Linked DNA regions of Sus scrofa: region 1 is linked to region 2. A link is a contact called in public Hi-C data. All regions are on one chromosome and are shown on one strand. The core of a region is the stretch at or near the end of the contact, and the rest is flanking DNA. Distances in the headings are between cores, read along the strand shown. Region 1 holds the start of SALL1 (sal-like protein 1). Region 2 overlaps LOC110260961 (a long non-coding RNA gene).

Region 1 (4,439 bases), core at 1,688-4,187, 300 kb before region 2:
GGCCCAGGCGGCCGCAGAGTTGAGTGCACTGAGAAGGTGCCCACCAAAGGGCAGCTTCGGAGTTCTAGGGGGTCCAGCTCCCTCCTCCACACCCCAAATTGACGCCCGGGACTGGTGCATCCCAAGAGGCGTCCGGAGTCTCGGGGACCGCTCCTGGGGGACGGGGTTTGGGGAGAGAGATAGCCCTCGTCCTTCTGCACCCAGAAGAGAACTGTGCTGGGGAACCGAGCCCGGGCTCCGCTCCATCGCCTCCGGCCCTGGGCCTGGGAGCTCGGGAGACCCCAAAGTGAAACACCTTTAGGGGTAAAGAGGGATTCGAGGGGTGTTCCCTCCGTACCCCCCAATTCCCTGTCCGGATCTCTCCCTCTCTCTGCCTTAGCTCCCTCACACAAACTTTGTTCTGGACTTCTTCATTCCCTTAGGGACCCGGCAGTTGTCGCCTCCGTCGGAGGAAGCCAGTGCCTCTGTTTTAGGGGGTTTCTCTGGCGACTAGATAGTCCCCCTGCTCTGAAAAACGACCCTTACCACTCCTGGAAGTGCAAGATACCACGATCCTTAGCGAGAGCTGACCGAGTCTAAAGATTACTTGGGGGCTGGCGGGGGTGGGGTGGGGAATGCATGTATTGGCAGAAGAGATGCGGGGGTAAACTTGGGTAGAGGGACCCCGACACTTTCCCCCCGTCTTCCCGAAGTCTGCCTGGGGAGCAACTAGCTGCAAAGAGCTCTCTCCACCCGGGCCTCCACCCCAGCATATCAGGCGCGAGCGCCCGGACACAGGTCCCCATCTTCTTGCAGCTCTGAACTCCCAAAGGCACCCCATTCCCTCGCGCGGAGCCCAGGAGGGGTGGGAGGGTTGGGGAACCGGGGGGAGCGCGGCGCTGGGAGCTCCCCCAAAGCTCCAAGTTCAGCCCGGAACATAAAGTAAACTTCCTTCCCGAAGGCAGCAGGGCCAGGGCGGCGGAGGCCAGGCCGGGGCCCCGGGCGCCCGCGGGAGAGCGCGTGGAGCTCCGCGCAGTCAGGCGCCGGCCGGCCTCTGCCCGCACCCCAAGCCCCGCCGGACACCCGGGCCCCAGCCACGGTTCAGCGGGTCCCGGGCTCCGCTCCCGGGATAAGCTGGGACAGAGGAACAAGGCCGGCGTGCCCTCTCTCCTCCCCCCAGGAGGACCCAACAACTCCGGAAAGATCCTGCGGAGAGAAGTGTTTGCTTTCCCCGGGGCAGGAGGGGGAAGCCCAGCAAAGGCAAATTGAAAATTGAAAAGAAAAAAAAATTGCCGAGTCAAAAAGGCCAGCGGGGACTCGGCGGCGGCGGCGGCGGCGACCGCGGGGCGGTGGGCGCGGGGGCCGGCCGCGTGTGCGTGGGTCCAAGTGTGCGTGAGTGTGAGTGCCAGTGCGTGTGTGCGCGTGTGTGTGTCCGCGGCGCGGGCCGGAGCACTCACCATCTCGCCGGGGGAGCGAGGCCACTTCGGGGTCGGATTGGAAATGTTGAGGCTTCGCTTGCTTCCTCCGCGACATGCTGGCTCAAACATCAGCTGGGGCAGAATAAAAAATTACTAAAAAAAAATCTTCTCAAAATTACGGAAATCGAGCGGCGGCGGCGGCGGCGGCTCCCCCCGCCCGCCGGCCCGCCCGCCCCCTCCCCGGCTCCCCGGCCCCGGGCGCAGCGCGCATGTGTCCTGCTATAATTATGATTATCAATAATGCATTGCGATTAATCATAGAGGGGCTCTTTGAAAGGCGATTGGCACCGGGCCAGCGCTATTCAAACCCGCTCGCCTTAATCAATTAGTTCGTGATTTGCTGCAGACCCCTGTCTCTCCGCGCGCTGGCCCAATAAGCCGGCCGCGGGGCTGGCTCTGCGCTCCGCGCCGCCCGACACTGGGTTAACCCTCTTCGCGACCGCCCGGGACTCCGCGGCCGGGCCGCCGGGGGCCTGCCTTCTCGCCTCTGCGCACCCAGCGCCCCGGCCCGCGCCCCCCGCCTCCCGCCCTCGCTCCCCCCCCCCCATCCCAGGCTGGGCCGACCCAAATTAGCATGCCCTCCCCGGAATTAAGCCTCTCGGGGTAGGGGGTGGGGGTGGGGCCGGACGGCGGCTGGGGACCCGGGCTGCGGGCGAGCGGCGAACTTCCCAACTCCGGCGCTAGGCGCGCCGGCCTGCGGGGGGAGGGCGTCCCGTGGCGGGATTTGGGGGGAGGAAGTCCCGTTTCGTGAGTGTTTCTTCGTTTCTTTAAGAGCTACCAGAAAGCAGCCCACCCCCACCCCCATAAAAAAAAAAAAAAAAAGCGAGTGGGGAAGAGCCAGCCCCACGCCGGTCCGCCTCCCGCCCGCGGCCCGGCCTCCCTCCCTCTCGCCGCCTGGCTCGGTGCTCCTCCGCCCCGAGTTCTCCATCCCTGGATCGCGGGCTCGCGGGGGCGCGGAGAAGAGGACCAAGGAAAGGTTTGGGAACGTGATGGGTTTGGGGCTCGGGGGGGTGGGGAGGGCAGCTCTCCCGCCACCCCGATTCGCCTCAAAGGGCCCCAGTCCTCCAGGCTCTCGCTTGCCCCCTTTCTCTACCTCGGACATTCCCAGGACAATTAGGGCTGAAGTTTTCGGGAGACGCGGCCCCGAACCCGTGGGATAAGGGGGCGGCCCGGCTCCGCCCAGGACCCCTCCCGGACCTCCCCCCCGGCTGCCCCGGTTGGCTGCAGGGCGCGTCACTCCGCGGGGAGGCGGCGGCAGCTGTGGCGCCGCGGAGCCGGGGGCGGGCGGAGAGCGGGGACCGGCCTAGGATCCGAGTTCAGCTCCAGCCGGGGGGAGGGGAGGGGCCGCCGCTCACCCGGCGCGCTGCAACCCTCCCCTGGCCTCGGGAGGCGCGGCCCTGCCTCGCCGGCTCCGGGCAAGGCCAGTCACTGGGAGCCCTGGGCTGCCCGCCCTGGGAGAGGGGGCCGCGCCCCAGGCTCTTGGAGAAGAGGTGGCCGAGCCCAGCCGGGAGTGAGAGGGGCGGCGGGGGTGGGGGTGGGGGTCCCTGTCCGCAGCTGTTTGGCCCCGCAGAAGCTCGCCTCCACCTCTCAGGCATTTGCCGAGCGCGGCGCCCAAACTTTTCGCACCAGCTCCATCTCCTCAGGCTGGGATGCAGCCTCCCCACCCGCGCCCGGAATGGGGAGCCTTGGACCCGCACTCCCTCCTCTGGGCTTGGGCGCCCGCGAACCTGAGGCTCAGTCCTCGGCTCAGCCTAGCTCTTCCCCTCGAGTCTCGGGGTCTTCTCGCTCCAAGGTTCCCGAAGTCCTGCGCCCGAGGGACAAACTAAACTTCGGTTGAGTAATGGGGAGGAGGGGGGTGCAGATACACAATCCCTGCCCTATCTCGCTATCGGGAAACGAGAGGGCTCATAAGGACGCCCCAATTCGGGAGCGCCCTGGAGTCTGGAGAGCTACACAGTCGGTTCGCGCGAAGTGGGCATCAATCTTCTGAATAGAGTTTCGGGTCCTCTAGACCCTACTGCGCTCCCCCATGACTCTTTCTTTAGTGGGTTTTTTCTTTTTTGTCTTTTTTATCCTTTTTAATCTAAATATTTTGTGTGAGGGTGAATGTTTCTGTTTTTCTCCTACCGACTAATTTTATTCTTGGTTAACTTCTCCTTTCTCCTCCTTGCTCGCCCTCTCTTCACCTTTTCATTTCTCCCTATTTTTTCCTCTCTTTTGCCCTCGCTCGGTTACACACACACACGCACGCGCGCACACACACGCCCCCTCTCTACCTCGCTCTCCCTTTCTCCCCAGGTCCTGTTGGTTACCGTAGATTTTGATAAAAAGACAAACGAAGCCATCAGTGGCGCTGATGTTGAAGAATGAAGATAATAATGTTTCCATAGGTGGTGCTTCAAATGCCATTATTTCTCACTGAATATTTAAAGAGATCCCTCGGCAAAGATGAATCTGCGTGCTCCTGGGGTGCGAGCCGCTCGCTTTCCTCCAGACCCCCGGGAAAGTGTGCAGGAGCACGTGTAAAACCAACCCCCCCACTCCGCAAACTGTGGTCCTCACAAACACCCCAGCCCACCCTCTCTCAGAGGGTGCACTTGCACGTTCGTTTCTCCGCTTACGCCCGCGTTTGGAGCCGCCCGCCTAACAATCTTGGCTTCTTGAAAGTCCGGGCCTCCCGGGCACCGTGTGCTGCCGGGAACCGAGCCTAGCTGGCTGTCCCGCAAACCCTTCCTCCCGGTACGCAGCGCGTACGCAGGGAGAAGCTCCCGGGCAGAGCTTCACACGTGTTCGTTACTTGCTGTGTTGCTGTGTGTGTGATTAAGGACGGGGGGGGGAGCTTTCGCCCCCCACCAAAACACCGAAACAAACAACCAAACGAAATGCGCACGCAAAATCAGCTTCGCGATGTTTCATTAAAAATGGGCGAGCAGAGACGAATTAATTGGGAGATCCAAACTTTAATAACTTTTTTCGTTTTTT
Region 2 (4,437 bases), core at 998-3,497:
ACAGTAACGCCGGCTCCTTAACCCACCGAGCGAGGTCAGGGATCAAACCCACAACCTCATGGTTCCTAGTCAGATTCATTTCTGCTGTGCCACTACAGGTAGTCCTAGCTTGATGGTTTTTAGAAAGAGGTCAAGGATGGAATCCTTCCAGCTGGGATGAGTTTCAACCCTCTGTGCTGAAATCACATTTGGGGATGCCAGGAAAGAGCTGCTTTTAACTTCTTCACTTTTCTACCCTAAGTAATGACCTCCTAGCTCCAGCTTCTTTCGGGTATTAATGTGTTGGGATAATTGTGTCAAGTGGGAGGGTACCATAGGAGACCAGGTGTAGGTCTTTGGCCATTGGCAAGGCCTAGTTTGTTTATCTGTTATTTATTCACTCATGCCTTCATTCAACAAACATTCCCTGAGTACCTATTGCCTCCAAGACAGTGGCCGTGATGCTATCTACAGGCTGGTGATGGAGGCTGGAGACTGCAGGGGATCATGAGCAGGCAGGTACATGAGGGGATCCTAGAGCTGAGTGTGCACACTTAGAAGCAGATACATAAAACAGAGTCACCAGGGAAGCAGATGGGAAGTGATGACCCAAAATACAAGAGATGGGGCACGATAGGAGAGCAGTAATCTAATCCAGCCGATAGACACAACTAGAAAGACAAGCCATAAATGCTCCATGGACATTTCAGATCAAAGAAGGGGTGGTCAGGGAGGAGAATTACAGATTTAAGGCAGCAGGGATGGGGGCGAACCCTGCAAACGACAGCAGAGGCCTGCCTCGGGGTATCATTCTTAAACACGGCCCCTGTGAAGGCGGAAAGCCCAGGAGTGATGGATCTGTGCTTGGCTGCCGGGGTCTCCAAGAGTTTCACGGACCTGAGCCAGGCCACTGGGTTTGAGTTCCATGTGGAAGTTATGTGAGCTCAGGGAAGTTGCTGAACCTCTCAAGGGCATGGTTGCCAGATCCGTCAAACAGATAAGGTTGTGATGAGGCCCAAAGAAAGTACCCCCTTTTTATTCTTTTTTTTTTTTTTTTTTTTGCTTTTTACACCCACAGCATATGGAGGTTCCCAGGCTAGGGGTCGAATTGGAGCTATTGCTGCCAACCTACACCACAACCACAGCAACACAGGATCCCACAGCAATGCAGGATCTGAGCCTTGTCTGCGCCCTACACCACAGCTCATGGCAACACCAGATTCCCAACCCACTGAGCAAGGCCAGGGATTGAATCTCCATCCTCATGGATACCAGTCAGATTAGTTTCCACTGAGCCATGACGGCAACTCCCTAAATTAACCCTTTTAAAATGCTCAGAGCGGTGCCTGGCACAAGTCAGTACTTATATAGGAGTCATAAATATAAGTCATCCATAGTGAAGGAATGTGTTTCTTGATAACTCTTGATCAAATCTTTTCAGTGTCCATAACCACCATCATTTTAAAAAGTTTAGAAATCAGCTAGTATCCATAAGGACATGGGTTTGATCCCTGGTCTTGCTCAGTGGGTTAAGGTTCCACATTAGCAGTGTAGGTCACAGAGGCAGCTCGGATCTGGCATTGCTGTGGCTGTGGTGTAGGCCAGCAGCTACAGCTCTCCTTTGACCCCTAGCCTGGGAACTTCCATGTGCCGTGGGTATGTCCCTAAAAAGCAAAAAATAAAAATAAAAAAGATTTTATTCAAGTATAATTGATTTACAATGTTGTGTTTATTTCTATCATACAGCAAAGTGATACATATATATATATACATATACATATTCTCTTCATATTCTTTTCCATTGCAGTTTATCACAGGGGATTGAATAGAATTCCCTGTGCTGGACTTGTTGCTGATCCATCCTGTATATACTATTTGCATCTGCTGGTGAAGAATCTTCTAGTTGCTGGGCCAGGCACACAACTGTCCCACATCAGAGCCTTACCTTTGTGCCTGTCCCGTGTCTTTAAGGATTGACCCTGAATGGCACCCCTGGCTTCTCTAAAACTTCCAGACCTCTGAGCTGCCTTTGTACCATCCTGGTGCCTCTGGTGCTCCCTTCCCTTCGGGGGAAGTCTTTTCTGACTCCAATCTGGCAGCATGTGGATGTTTCGAGGCAGGGATCCTCACAGCCAGGCTTTATGACTCAGCAAGAGGGCTACTAAAGCCGTCCCTGTCCAAAGTTCATCTTGCATTTCTGAGTCAGCCAGGAGGCGTTTCATTGAAAGTGCAATCAGGATGTCCTCGCTCCCGGGCCTTTTCCCAGATGCCCAGCCTGGGAAGCACTGCCAAGTCTGCCCCAGCTGCTGGGTTGAAGGCCTGACTCCAGGAATGGTGTCATCCTTTTGGTGGTTAGCAACACACAGCAAGAGCCACCACATGCGTCGTGCACCCTGCTGCCTGCTGAGGCCCTGGAGCGGGGATTTGGGGAGGGCTCAGAAGAGGGTACAAAATTCACTCTTTCCTCTTCTTTTTCTTTTGCAGAAAGACTCTTTGTTTTTGCCATTCTGTGCACGAGCTAAGCAGAATACAGTAAAGAGAAATGGGGCAGGCCCAGGTATCCAGGAGATGGGAGAGAATTTGCATTCCGACTGTGGAACTCATCAAAAGGCTATTCTTCCTGCCTCCACTGGAAGGTACAATTCAGGTTGGGGGCTATTGAAAACAAGACTCTACCTCTTTCTTCAAATTCTAACTGGCGGGGGTGGGGGCTCTGAAGGTGACCTTGTGCCCCCAGATGTCCCCGGTGGACTTGACAGTTGAAAGCTGTTGATGCTCCTTCCAAATCTGAGGCTGCTGGTGTTTTCAAAAAGGAAGAAATGCCCTAAGATGGTTCACCCAAAATAAGCTGGCTACAGCGGATGGTGACTTTTGGCAAAATCACGCATTTAACATACCCAACACACACACACACACGGAGAATTGTGTGTGTAGCTCCAGTTGAGGAAAATGTCCAAAGTTTGGATTTGAGGAACAGGATGGAAATAAGGTGCCACCAGAGGCCACCCGTGCCCTCCAACCCGACCCCAACCCCCATCGGGATGGTTTGGTCCAAGATACTTCACAGAGAGAACGACCCCCGCCAACCACACACAACCCCCCCACTTCCATGAAAGACGTCTCATCCATCATTTGCCCACCTCCCCAAGAAGCATTATGCATCGTTTAATTCCAACTCTTTTTCGTGTTTCCTTTTAAAAACCATAGACTTCCAAGAGAGACTTCCCCCGAAAGCAAAGCATTCTCCATGGGTTTGGAATAAACCTGCAAAATCCTCTCAACTCCCCTTTACCACACACACACACTGAAACCCAGCTCCAGCGCTGTGTCTGCATCATCCCACTTCTGCCTCTTCCACACAGACTTATTTCATAAAAACGTCAGCTATTAAGTTAACATTATTTAAGGGGCTGTGGGTGTTTAGTTCCTGAATGCAACCTAAGCTGGATGGGGAGAGGGGAGAGGCCTGACGTGAAGGCCTGGCTGTATAAAACATGATCCACAGAGAAGCTACATAAATAACCCGACCGTGGGCTCCCAGCGCCTCTCTATTTATCACTGAAGTAACGATAAGGATCTGCTTTAGAGTGAACCCTGCTGAGGGTCCAGCCCCGGCACAAGCTGTAATATGATCTGCAGGGGAGGGCTGATAACCCGACACAATGTGAAGAAACCCGGGCAGAGGAATAAGACAAACTGTTCGTCCATTAAACGGCGCTGTCAGGAAGGGGGCCGCGAAGCCAAACAGAGCTCCATCCAATTCTTGCGTGGAGACACAAAGCCAGGAACACCTGAACCGAGCTGGGGAAATAACCTCCCTCAGAAACAAGCGGAGGTGGGGTCAGGGGAAGGGGGAAGCGGTCTCTCAGGCACAGCCTGCACCCCCCCTGGGGTGGGGTCTCTCCATCAGTGAAATGGGATCCATCCGCTTGGTGGCCCCTCCCTCCTGGGTGGTTGGGGTGATCCCATGGTCGAGGGACCTCCAGAGGGTCCTGAGGAAGAAGGAGACGACTCCACGAAGGCCAGGAATGCAGAGGCCACGCTGGTTATAGAAGTGCTGGAACCACCCAAGGAAGATGAAGGGCTCGTTCAGCTCCAGGAGCTGTAGTGACGCAGCGCCTTCAACGTGGCGGCACAGAAGCCCAGGCCGCTGCCACCAAGTCTGAATCTTTCTTTCAAAAGAAGCTCCAGATACGATCTTTGCTGGGAAATTTCAAGGATTCGGTGTTTGCTGTTACTGAGAATTTTTTTTTTTTTTCTCCCTGTATTCTGTGTGCTTTTCTTTTAAAAATTCCTTGTATTGAGTTGAAAAACTGTGGATTAGATGTGGCCCATCATTTGTGCCCTCTGGACTAAAGCAAAGCAAAGGGGGATCTTTCTGGATCACCACCATGGCTCCTGCACTTCAGGTTAGACAGCACGCGGGGACAGGAAGGCACAGAAACAGCAGGGCCCCTT

Evidence for each region. A called contact is a pair of places that touch in the nucleus more often than the background predicts.
Region 1: a Hi-C map of liver shows a contact between it and region 2, with 8 times the contacts expected there. The contact joins the promoter of SALL1 here to the enhancer-like site in region 2. A contact is called at or near these places in 1 of 5 promoter capture datasets (liver) and 6 of 47 Hi-C or Micro-C datasets (epiblast stem cells, liver and skeletal muscle).

The regions. Positions count from the first base shown.
Region 1 is chr6:33,730,164-33,734,602 of Sscrofa11.1, reverse strand. It overlaps SALL1 (sal-like protein 1), which reads right to left and starts at 2,937. Exons shown (of 4, transcript XM_003126987.4): 1 at 2,551-2,937; 2 at 1,437-1,529. The coding sequence starts at 1,512. It overlaps LOC110260963 (a long non-coding RNA gene), which reads right to left. Exons shown (of 2, transcript XR_002344613.1): 2 at 4,255-4,439.
Region 2 is chr6:33,426,806-33,431,242 of Sscrofa11.1, reverse strand. LOC110260961 (a long non-coding RNA gene) reads left to right here. Exons shown (of 3, transcript XR_002344610.1): 2 at 2,464-2,615. Among named protein-coding and RNA genes, the nearest start is that of SALL1, 300 kb to the left of the region's middle. Within about 2 kb of position 2,247, at least 16 of the 83 cell types and tissues checked have an H3K27ac peak or open chromatin away from gene starts, as enhancers often do. A contact at or near this core is called in liver, where this site is marked.